Regions from separate parts of the Zea mays genome. Here all the other regions are linked to region 1. A link is a contact called in public Hi-C data. All regions are on one chromosome and are shown on one strand. The core of a region is the stretch at or near the end of the contact, and the rest is flanking DNA. Distances in the headings are between cores, read along the strand shown. Region 1 holds the start of LOC100383493. Region 2 has its middle 150 kb from the start of LOC100383493. Region 3 holds the start of LOC109941412 (receptor like protein kinase S.2).

Region 1 (3,517 bases), core at 1,004-3,503:
TTAGGAGTAGTTCTAGTTTAGCCTTAGTTTAGCCTCCCTCTACCTCAAATCTTCACCTATCTTCAGCTCTACGTCGACTAGAGGCGTCTTGGGTGGCCTGCCGACGCCAAGACACACCCTAGGATCTCTCCTCTCCGACGGGGTCTCTCTCGGGAGGCGAGATCTAGGCCTGCTGCGAAGAAGAAGACCCTCTGCGCCATCGCGGACTGTCCAAGCCCCAGACGCGGACCGTCTGGACGTACGCAGAGGAGGAGCCGCTCCTGCGCCAGGTCGCGGATCGTCCGTCCCTGTGTCGTGGACCGTCCGGCCCTGTGCCGCGGGTTGTTCGCGCCTCTGCAGAGGGCACCGCCAGACGGTCCACCCCAAAGTGTTTGGCACCTAGATCGGCGGCAACAGTATGCCAAATTTTTTTATAAATAATTTAGTATAGTCCATAATAATTTGGTATGCAATTCAGTATATAAAGATAAGGAATAACATATGAAACTATAGATTTAACATTTAAGCCCATAAGTGCATACGTTAGAATGCAAATATAATATATATCAGTTTCTTTTTTCTTGGGCTGCCTCAGTGGACTGGTATTCCGGTGGGTCGACTTAGGGTATGTCACGACCTACATGGATCACCTACTGGCTATGCTCTCGCATAGGTTCAATTTGGCTAAGTACAGGCTCCTGGATAATAGAAAAGGAGTGTATTTAAGCTGTGGCCTAGTCATAGGACGCGAACATCACTTGTTCTACCTGATTCTAACTTGAAGAATAATATGCACCATTATCCAGCCGTATATGTGCCCATTGTTCAACTAATGGCTTTGAAAGTGGAAACTACTCAAATGCGGGACCACAAAGTACAAACCCTTCGATTGAAACGACAACACTTGAATTTGCCAATCAAAACCTATAGGGCCTATGGTAGTAGATCCAACTATACACCACACTTGTTGATAGTGGACCCATTGGGTCTAAATACTCGTAAAACATACAAGAAAATGCACAATTAAGTAGAGAATCGACTCAAACCAAGTCGAACATGTATTACTAGATGCACAATTACAAGGACTCGTCAAGGAGGATAGTAGGGGCATACCCATATCTGATTGTGAACTAGTACAACAAAGAAGACAAATGTGCTTGTGCATGAGAAACTTTAGGTGAATTTGAGTAGACAAGCAATCACTCAACTGACACTTTGCATATACTAGATTGCGGACTAGTAAACTACCACTAACATCCCACAACAACAGGGATGTAGCATAGTTTGAATCTCCACACTTGTAGTCATCAGCTACTCCACCCAAAAAATTCGAAGTGGGAGTAACTCATAATGCTTTCGCATGCATCCTTCTATAGTCGAGGGTTGCAGGAAAACCACGAGGATACTTGCTTGCTCATCGGTTGCTCTAGGAGAAGAGAGGATCACCCTACGTCGCAATTCTTCGAATTGATAACGACACTGATAGCCACGGTAGTTAGGAACACTTGAAGTTGTGGTATACGCCCATGTCGAGATATTCCTCTACTCGTTGATGGCCACTATAAGCGCTTGCTTCTGATATCATTACAACATCAAAGCCGAAGCTAGAGAGCTAGCTCACTGCCAAAGTGACCATAGGAGCGAGCCATTTATCTCTAGAAAACCCACGATAAACCGGAAATCGTGTTGTTTTATCGTCGCATATGCCCATTACAATACCACTAATGACTAATAGGGTGTTTGGTTAGTGGGACTAATTTTTAGTCCCTCCATTTTATTCCACTTTAGACCCTAAATTGTCAAATACGGAAACTAAAATAGAGTTATAGTTTCCGTATTTTGCAATTTATAGATCAAAGTGGAATAAAATGGAGGCACTAAAAATTAGTCCCTAGTAACCAAACACTCCCTAAACTGATAAAAAAAGCCTACTCAAGGGAGCCTCCAAAAGTTGACGTACCAAAGCAATGTTGACAAGGTGTGCTCCATCTAGGATGGATGTGGGCAACTCTCCTAGAATCAAATAAAAAATGATGAAATGGTAGAAATAAATGAATATGGAAATAAATAAAAAGCGGTACGCAACAAGTAGCCAGCGTTGCGCTGAAACAGCACCAACTCAGCAACCTGCAAAAAAGTTGCTTTCCACGAGACCCGCAAAATAAAAAACTTTATTCTCTCTCTCTCTCTCACTCCGCCCGCCAGCCCGCCGCCCGCCGCCTCCCTATATAAACCCACCCACCCCCGTCCGCCATGGCTCATTTCCCCACCCGCACAAACGCGCACACCCCACTTGGCGCTCCACCTCTTCGCTCTCCGACGACAGCCAGCGAGCGTGCGACGGGCGATCAATCGGGGCAGGCATTCGAATTCCGACGACGGCCATGGAGCAGAGGAGCCTGCTGGTGTCGGCCCTGGGCGTCGGCGTCGGCGTGGGTCTGGGGCTTGCGTCGGCCAAGTGGGCAGTACAGCCGGCGCCGAACGGAGGCGACGGTCTCGGAGCCGGCGCCGCGGAGTTGGAGGCCGAGCTGCGGCGGCTGGTCCTGGACGGCCCCGAGAGCGACGTCACCTTCGACGAGTTCCCCTACTACCTCAGGTAGGTCATACTAACCCCGTCGAGTTCGATTCGGTTGGTGGCCGGCCTGGGTAGGGTTCGAGGAAGATCCGGTTGGCTGGCTTCCGTAGTGCGATCCGATTTGGCGCAGCCGCATCACCCGAGACGCACCGATCTGCGGCGCTGCTGCAGGCCTTGTCTTCTCGATGAATCTGTTCAGATGGCTTCCCCACTCCACTCGAGTACAAGTGCCACTAGTTTCCTCTGCTGTTGCGGACTAGCGGCTCGTACTAGCAGTACGGCTGCGGCAGGTAGGCACGATCGGAGCCGTGTTCTAGAAAAAAGCAAAAGCAAGAGGGGTTTACTTGATCCACAAAAGGCCGCAGCACATGGCTTCTTCAGTTTTTTTCTTTGTTTGTTTGTTTGTTATCATTATTACTACGATGGCACTAGCACCGACAGCGATTGAGGTAGTGGTGTGATTGCCTGCAGCGATCAGACGAGGGAGGTGCTCATCAGCGCGGCTTTCGTCCACCTCAAGAACGCGGAGCTGCTGAAGCACGTCCGGAACCTCTCCGCCGCCAGCCACGCCATCCTGCTCTCCGGCCCCACAGGTTCGTTTCCGTCGTCCGCCGGTCCCTGGCCGCAAGAACAACAACCACCCCCGCTCGCTGCTTGCGTGTGGGCAGAGGGTACTGTGGCCACTTGTATCCCCCTGTTTCGCTGATGCATGATGACCTTGTTGGCTGCTGTCTCTGCAGAGGCCTACCTGCAGTCGCTCGCGAAAGCTCTGTCCCACTACTTCAAGGCGCGCTTACTAATTCTGGACGCCACCGACTTCTCTCTTCGGGTGAGTGAGCAGCTGGGAACTGTTGCCATCGTGATTCTTGGCCTTGCGGTTGCTTTGCCGTGCCGTGTTCTGAATCCTGTGCCGCTGAATGACTCTTGCAGATCCAGAGCAAATACGGGGGCTCCACAAAAGCC
Region 2 (3,108 bases), core at 186-2,685, 150 kb before region 1:
CTCCGCGAGGTGCCCATCTTCTTCTTCGCCGTCGGGGTGATGCACTACCTGGTGCTGTTCGTGACGCTGTACCAGAGGCTCCCCACCAACGCGTAGCTTCCCAGGGGAGCTCCACCCGGTCTTCATCCTCTTCATCGCCGCGCCTAGCATCGCGTCCGTCGGCTGGGCAAGGCTGTGCGGCGACTTCAACTACGTGGCCAAGATCTTCTACTTCACATCCCTCTTCCTCTACATGTCGCTGGTGGTGCGCCTCAACCTGTTCCGAGGCGTCCGCTTCTCGCTGGCATATGGTGGGCGTACACGTTCCCGATGACGAGCGTGGCCATCGCGACGGCCGTGTACGCGTCTGCGGTGACCAACGTACTCACCCGGGCGCTGGCCGTGGGGCTGTCCGGGGTGGCCACCGTCACCGTCGCTGGCGTGCTGGTGACCACCATGTACCGCGCGTTCGTGCGCAAGGACCTGTTCCCCAACGACGTGTATGTCCATCGCCTGTTGGGAATAGTCCCACATTGTGTGGTGAGAGTGTGATAGCATGGTTTATAAGGTTAAGGGCGCAACCCTCTGACAGGCTAGCTTTTTGGGGGAGTGTTGGCCCAAGAGACCTAAAGCCCGCTGCTATACGTGCGGGCGCGTGTGTCGCGGCCCGACAGCCTGGGTGGGCGCGCCGTGTGTGCGGGCGGCCCCGACGGACACGCCGTGTGTCGGCAGTCCGGTTCCAACAATTGGTATCAGAGCCAGGTTGGCCCAGTGCATTCTCAGACAAATCTCGGCTCACAATGTGTGAGGGGGAGATTGTTGGGAATAGTCCCACATTGTGTGGTGAGAGTGTGATAGCATGGTTTATAAGGTTAAGGGCGCAACCCTCTGACAGGCTAGCTTTTTGGGGGAGTGTTGGCCCAAGAGACCTAAAGCCCGCTGCTATACGTGCGGGCGCGTGTGTCGCGGCCCGACAACCTGGGTGGCCGCGCCGTGTGTGCGGGCGGCCCGGACGGACACGCCGTGTGTCGGCGGTCCGGTTCCAACATCGCCGTCACGCAGCGGCCCAGGGCGAAGTTCGGCAAGATCCTCGCGCACCTCCGCGCCTCCGGCGATGGCGTCAAGGACCTCGTCTTTGCCGTCTCCAGACTCCAGGCACGGCGGAGCCTCCTCCGTATCAGACGACGCTAGCGATCCGCCGTCGCAGCAGAGAGCCGTAGCTAGGGCAGCACACCACACCACACCACACCCGCCGATCTCCAGACAGTCGTTATCATCATGGCTGCCTGACGAATACAAGTAGCCCTTGGATTTTGCATCCGTGCTGGTGCAAACCAATGGTAGTGTCAGTGGCCCAATAAGCAATCGAACCAAAACCAATGGTAGTGCTAGTGCCATGAAGAGGCCCGGCCGGCCCGATTTCATCCGTGGTGGGTGGGCCTCCATCCCAATAATCATGCCCGTGCATGCATGGCATGGAAGGAGGACGAGAGAGGTAGGTAGCACGTGCACCAGCCAGCACACGACCTAAAACCTAAACGTCACATTTTTTATGTTGTGAATTGTGATTGGGTGGAGGATGCATGTCGAGGCTGGTAAATTGTGCACCACTCACTCCATCGTGGCATGCCGCAGTGAGTCAGAAGCTTAGCTTGTGCAGTGGCCCTAGAGTGAGAGCGCGACACGCACGTACAGTGCAGTGCACTGCCCCTCCATCTCTTTTCAAACGTCGCACAGATTTTGGTGCTCCCAGAGATATTGTCAGCAAAGTTACATGTGGTGAAGTGTGGTTGATGCACTGTCAGTTGGTAAGCAATAGTCCTATCACTTCCAGATTATTTTAAACTAGCACAATGCTCCAAATGACCGGTCACCTCTCTATTCACTACCGGAATTCGGCTCTTTAGCGAGTGCCAAATATTTTACCGAGTGTTCTTTTCGGACACTCTGTTAGAAAGTTAGGCATTTTTAGTTTTAATTTAATCCAGAAAAACAGTGCGATATATGTGATGACATGTATGTGCATGTGTGTATAACTACTCGCATAAGCAGTAAACAGCAATGAAACATGCACAAATACGAAGAACAGAGTGTACCCAGCGGAGGGACCGATGCTCAAGGCATCAGTGGCTCCATTCACACGAGACATCTCGTGTGTTTGTTCGATGTAGCCGTACGAAGTCGGTGCAGGAAGATGTACGCTGTGCAGTCCCTCGAACGGTCGCCGGGAAGAAGAACAGCAGCACGCGTCAACTCGGGAAGGCGACGAACAGCAAGCTGTGAACGAAGCAGCTGGACAAACAGGTCACGCGAGCAGTCGCGAAGACGCTCCCCAAAAATCTGATCGCCCGCACACCCGTGCAAGTGTATCTCTGCGGTCGGTGATTTCGGAGGCCTGCTCTCCCACTCTCTCTGTGCTCGCAGAAGATGGGACGGGAATGTGTTGTTTGCAATTCGCGTGAGATAATTCGCATAACTGGAAGAGCCCTCCCTCTCTATTCTTATAGGCGGTCAGAAGGAGGGAGAAGAACAACGGACAGAAACGGTCGCGCATTAGAACTAGAAACTGACGACAGTAACTGACGTCCGTTACTAGCCATAAGACAGGAAACAGACGGTTATCATGACGGTCATCGCTCCAGGCAAAATGCGAAACCGTTTGAAAGGAATATTCGGACCAAGGTCCGATCTACAGCCACGAGCCGGCGGCGGCGGCGGCGCGCGCGCGCGTGTGGCAGTCCTTCATCCTTTTCTCAACTTCTCAATAGATGCACCAATGGTCCACCTATTTAAGTTGATTGATTTGTCCTTTGAACTTCCAATATGGTACTAAATAATTAGTACACCATAGCATTAAAGTGGGCCATTAGCATTGACTATTATTGAATATTAATTTGGGCCAAGCCCACATTAATCCAACAATCCCCACCAAATGCTAAGTCACACAAAAAAGCTCTCATCATCTCAAACGTTTGATATACTGGTGTTTCGATGGAGACTATTAAGTTGAACATCCACCTAGAACTTAGACTACACTTGACCACAACTGCACAATGGACTAGGCCTTGAATTGGCAGTTTTGCGTGGAATGAGTTTCATCTAAACTCTTTACCAGTACTAGATTGCTAA
Region 3 (3,393 bases), core at 641-3,140, 210 kb after region 1:
AAGGATACTAAACAAGCAAAGCGCAGTGAAATTTGTGCCCCAATAAAGTTACTGTTGGCAACATATAAGTAAAGGCAATTTTTTATCAATGACTGGGGAGTTTTCTCTGAGCACTTAAGTTCATGTTTCAGTGCATCAGAATATCAATGCTGACTCTGTAGCTAAAATTTCCTAGGATAATATATTTGTTCGTTGGGAATGTATCGTGTGTTCACATAGTCTCTACGATCATATGAACACTTAAAATCTGGTGTGTCTATAAGCAATCCAACGGCGATCGATAACTTTTATTTACCCCCTCGTATCTTAGCTTTGATGACAATTGTCCATTTATCACCTCTCAATCTCTCACCTTAACGTTGGATTGCTCATAAACGCACCAGATTTAAAATGCAAATATGAGCACGAAGGTTTCATGAGCATAAAATATGTCCCCTTGTTCGTTTTACATGATTACATCAGTTCACCATACAGCGGTTCTAAAGGGGAACCCAACAGAGATTTGTCACTGGATGAAGAGCAAGACAAAGAAAAATGTCAAAGCTGTGTATGCAATGTGTGACAGTAGAGTAGACTGGATGCAAGTATTAATCGAGGACCACATGCTGTGTGGTAACAGAGTAGAATGAATGGCAGTATTATGTCATCAATTGTCTATAATAATATTTTTCGATACGAATAAAATCCTGCCAACTAATCAACCGGTACACAATAAATCTACCCAGCACAGAATCGTGCTGGGGTGTTTCGGTGCCCGGTAATTTCCCATGAGCACTCTTATCTTATAGGACGAATCGCATAGAGCGGCAGATCGTTGGAGCACCACACCACCAGGGGCGGATACCGCTGTGGATTCCCAGTTTCCCACCCACCACGCGAAAGACAAACCTAACGAACGAAGCTTCGACGAGCCGGATGGACTGTTTCGGGTCCCGGAGAAAAAGGTTGGTACTAGGGTTCAGGGTCAGGGGGAAGGAAGATTCTACGGCGGAATTGAAGGGGGAAGAGAGAGGTGCAGGTGCAGCCGAAGCGTACCTGTATCTGGACGGAGACGTGTTCATCTGAGTGGGTCGGCGACCGGCGCGGTGGCGGAGGCGGGGGGCGAGTTCCCCGTTGCGGTCAGGAGAGAGTTGGCGTCGGCCTCAGGCGGCTAGGGTTACTAGGGCACTCGGACGGGAGAGGACGATGAGGACCCTTTTGGGAAGGAAACGGGAAGGCCGCGACTCGGACTCGCGGGCTTGATGGGCCTTCAGCCAATCCCGAGGTGGGCTGTGCAGGCCTCGACGGCTTCTTGAAGGCCGAGGATCAGGAGAAGTTACTGTGCAAACGACAGCAGTGAACAGGCCCAACAAAACCTATTCCTCTTGTTGTATCAGTATTACTCGCGGTTAGACACGCTTTGTATTCCTATTCACTTGGTTCTAAACTATAACTATAAGTTTTTTTAGCTTATGTATACATAAATATACTGTTTTTACTATATATCCAAACACATGTGTATCTTAGTGCATAATAAAAATTATATAAAATACGAAAACGTCCTGTGTTTTTGATTTAAAATAGAGGAAGTACGTATTGGGATTAAAAAAGTGTGGATATGAAAGATGAGTCAGAGGGTGACGCTCCTTTTTTTTTTTTGGCGGTCGATTACGTATTCCATTCCATCGCGGCAAGGCGGTGAAAGACGAGGAAGACGGGACGGTGACGCCCCTTCCTTTTGGCGGGAACTCCGGCTCCACCTGCATGCCAAGTCAACCGCGATAGAGAGCCACCTACCAGCACGCCCACCTCACAGCTCACGTTACTATCGCCGCCGTGCACACGCCACAGAGCTTGGCTTTTGGCCATCTTCCCCACCTGCCCAGGGGCGGTCCCTTCACACCCGTAAACCCACCTCCGTTCCCTATCCCAATTCATCCGTTCCAGGTTTCCAACGCTCAGTGGAATGGAAGCCTCCACCCCGTGCTTGCGCTTTTAATTTCCTTCCCCCACGCGCACTAAGCGCACCACCACCGCTTACCATGAGTGGGAGTTGCACTAGCTAATCGCTAGCCACTCCATAGTTAGCATTTAGCACTGCCTGCCTGTCCGGTGCCCGGCCATGTCGTCGTCGTTGTCGCTGCGCCGTCTCTGCTTCGTGCTGCCGATGGACGCCGACGAGGCCGTCCCACCGGCGTCCCACCCGGAGGGGCCGGCGCGGCGCAGCCCGGCTAGGGTGGCGTCCCTGGAACTCGAGACGGCCGGGTCGTACGCCCGCACCACGGCCGTCCGCCTGTTGTCGTGCCTCCGCCGCTGGCGGCCCCGGCCCTGCTGCCGCGGCGCCGGCCGGTGGCACGACGACTCTTCGGAAAAGGCGGCGGCGTTCGAGGACATCGCCGGCGTGGTCGACGACGTCGCCGGCAGGAAGCAGCTCGCGGGCGGCGGGCCCAGGATATTCAGCTACTCGGAGCTCTACATCGGGACGCGCGGGTTCAGCGACGCGGAGGTACTCGGCAGCGGGGGATTCGGCCGGGTGTACCGCGCCGTTCTGCCCAGCGACGGCACCACGGTGGCCGTCAAGTGCGTCGCAGCCAGCAGCGCGGGCGCCCGCAGCGACAAGTCGTTCCTGGCCGAGCTCGCGGCCGTGGCCAGGCTGCGGCATCGCAACCTGGTGCGCCTCCGCGGCTGGTGCGTGCGCGCCGGGGAGGAGCTCATGCTAGTCTACGACTACATGCCCAACCGCAGCCTCGACCGCCTGCTCTTCGCGCCGCCCAAGGCCGCGGCCCCGGCCTCGGCTCCGCGGCTCAGCTGGGACCGCCGCCGCCGCATCGTCGCCGGGCTCGCCGCCGCGCTCTTCTACCTTCACGAGCAGCTGGACACGCAGATCATCCACCGCGACGTCAAGACCAGCAACGTCATGCTCGACTCCGAGTACAACGCACGGCTCGGCGACTTCGGCCTCGCCCGCTGGCTCGAGCACGCGGTGGGCGCCGACGACGCCCTGAACCCGCTGCACCCGGAGGCGTCGCCACCGTCCCTGCGCCTGTCGTCGTCATCTGCCTCGGCCGCGGTCTCGGCCAACTACCAATTCCGGCTCATGGACACCAGCCGCATCGGCGGGACCATCGGGTACCTGCCGCCTGAGAGCTTCCATCGCCGGGCCGCCGGCGGCACCGCCAAGTCCGACGTCTTCAGCTTCGGCATCGTGCTCCTGGAGGTGGCCACGGGGCGGCGCGCCGTCGACCTGGCGTACCCCGACGACCAGATCTTCATGCTCGACTGGGTGCGGCGGCTGTCGGACGAGGGCAAGCTGCTCAACGCCGCGGACGCGAAGCTGCCGGACGGCGCCTCTGCGCTGTTCGACGTCGCGCGGCTCATGCACCTCGGTCTCCTCTGCTCGCTGCACGACCCCAG

Evidence for each region. A called contact is a pair of places that touch in the nucleus more often than the background predicts.
Region 2: a contact with region 1 is called in a Hi-C map of leaf, with 5 times the contacts expected there. The contact joins the enhancer-like site here to the promoter of LOC100383493 in region 1. A contact is called at or near these places in 7 of 25 Hi-C or Micro-C datasets (ear, leaf, seedling and 1 more) and 1 of 3 datasets of contacts at active chromatin or transcription factors (leaf).
Region 3: a Hi-C map of leaf shows a contact between it and region 1, with 6 times the contacts expected there. The contact joins the promoter of LOC109941412 here to the promoter of LOC100383493 in region 1. A contact is called at or near these places in 15 of 25 Hi-C or Micro-C datasets (bundle sheath, ear, endosperm and 5 more) and 1 of 3 datasets of contacts at active chromatin or transcription factors (leaf).

Annotation. Positions count from the first base shown.
Region 1 is chr8:76,577,408-76,580,924 of Zm-B73-REFERENCE-NAM-5.0, reverse strand. It overlaps LOC100383493, which reads left to right and starts at 2,253. Exons shown (of 16, transcript NM_001176141.1): 1 at 2,253-2,575; 2 at 3,008-3,147; 3 at 3,295-3,383; 4 at 3,485-3,517. The coding sequence starts at 2,364.
Region 2 is chr8:76,731,653-76,734,760 of Zm-B73-REFERENCE-NAM-5.0, reverse strand. It overlaps the pseudogene LOC103637028. Among protein-coding and RNA genes, the nearest start is that of LOC100383493, 150 kb to the right of the region's middle. Within about 2 kb of position 1,435, at least 17 of the 20 cell types and tissues checked have an H3K27ac peak or open chromatin away from gene starts, as enhancers often do. A contact at or near this core is called in ear, leaf, seedling and 1 more, where this site is marked.
Region 3 is chr8:76,371,597-76,374,989 of Zm-B73-REFERENCE-NAM-5.0, reverse strand. LOC109941412 (receptor like protein kinase S.2) reads left to right here and starts at 1,890. Exons shown (of 1, transcript NM_001412149.1): 1 at 1,890-3,393. The coding sequence starts at 2,102. LOC100282455 reads right to left here and starts at 1,171. Exons shown (of 2, transcript NR_178050.1): 1 at 1,036-1,171.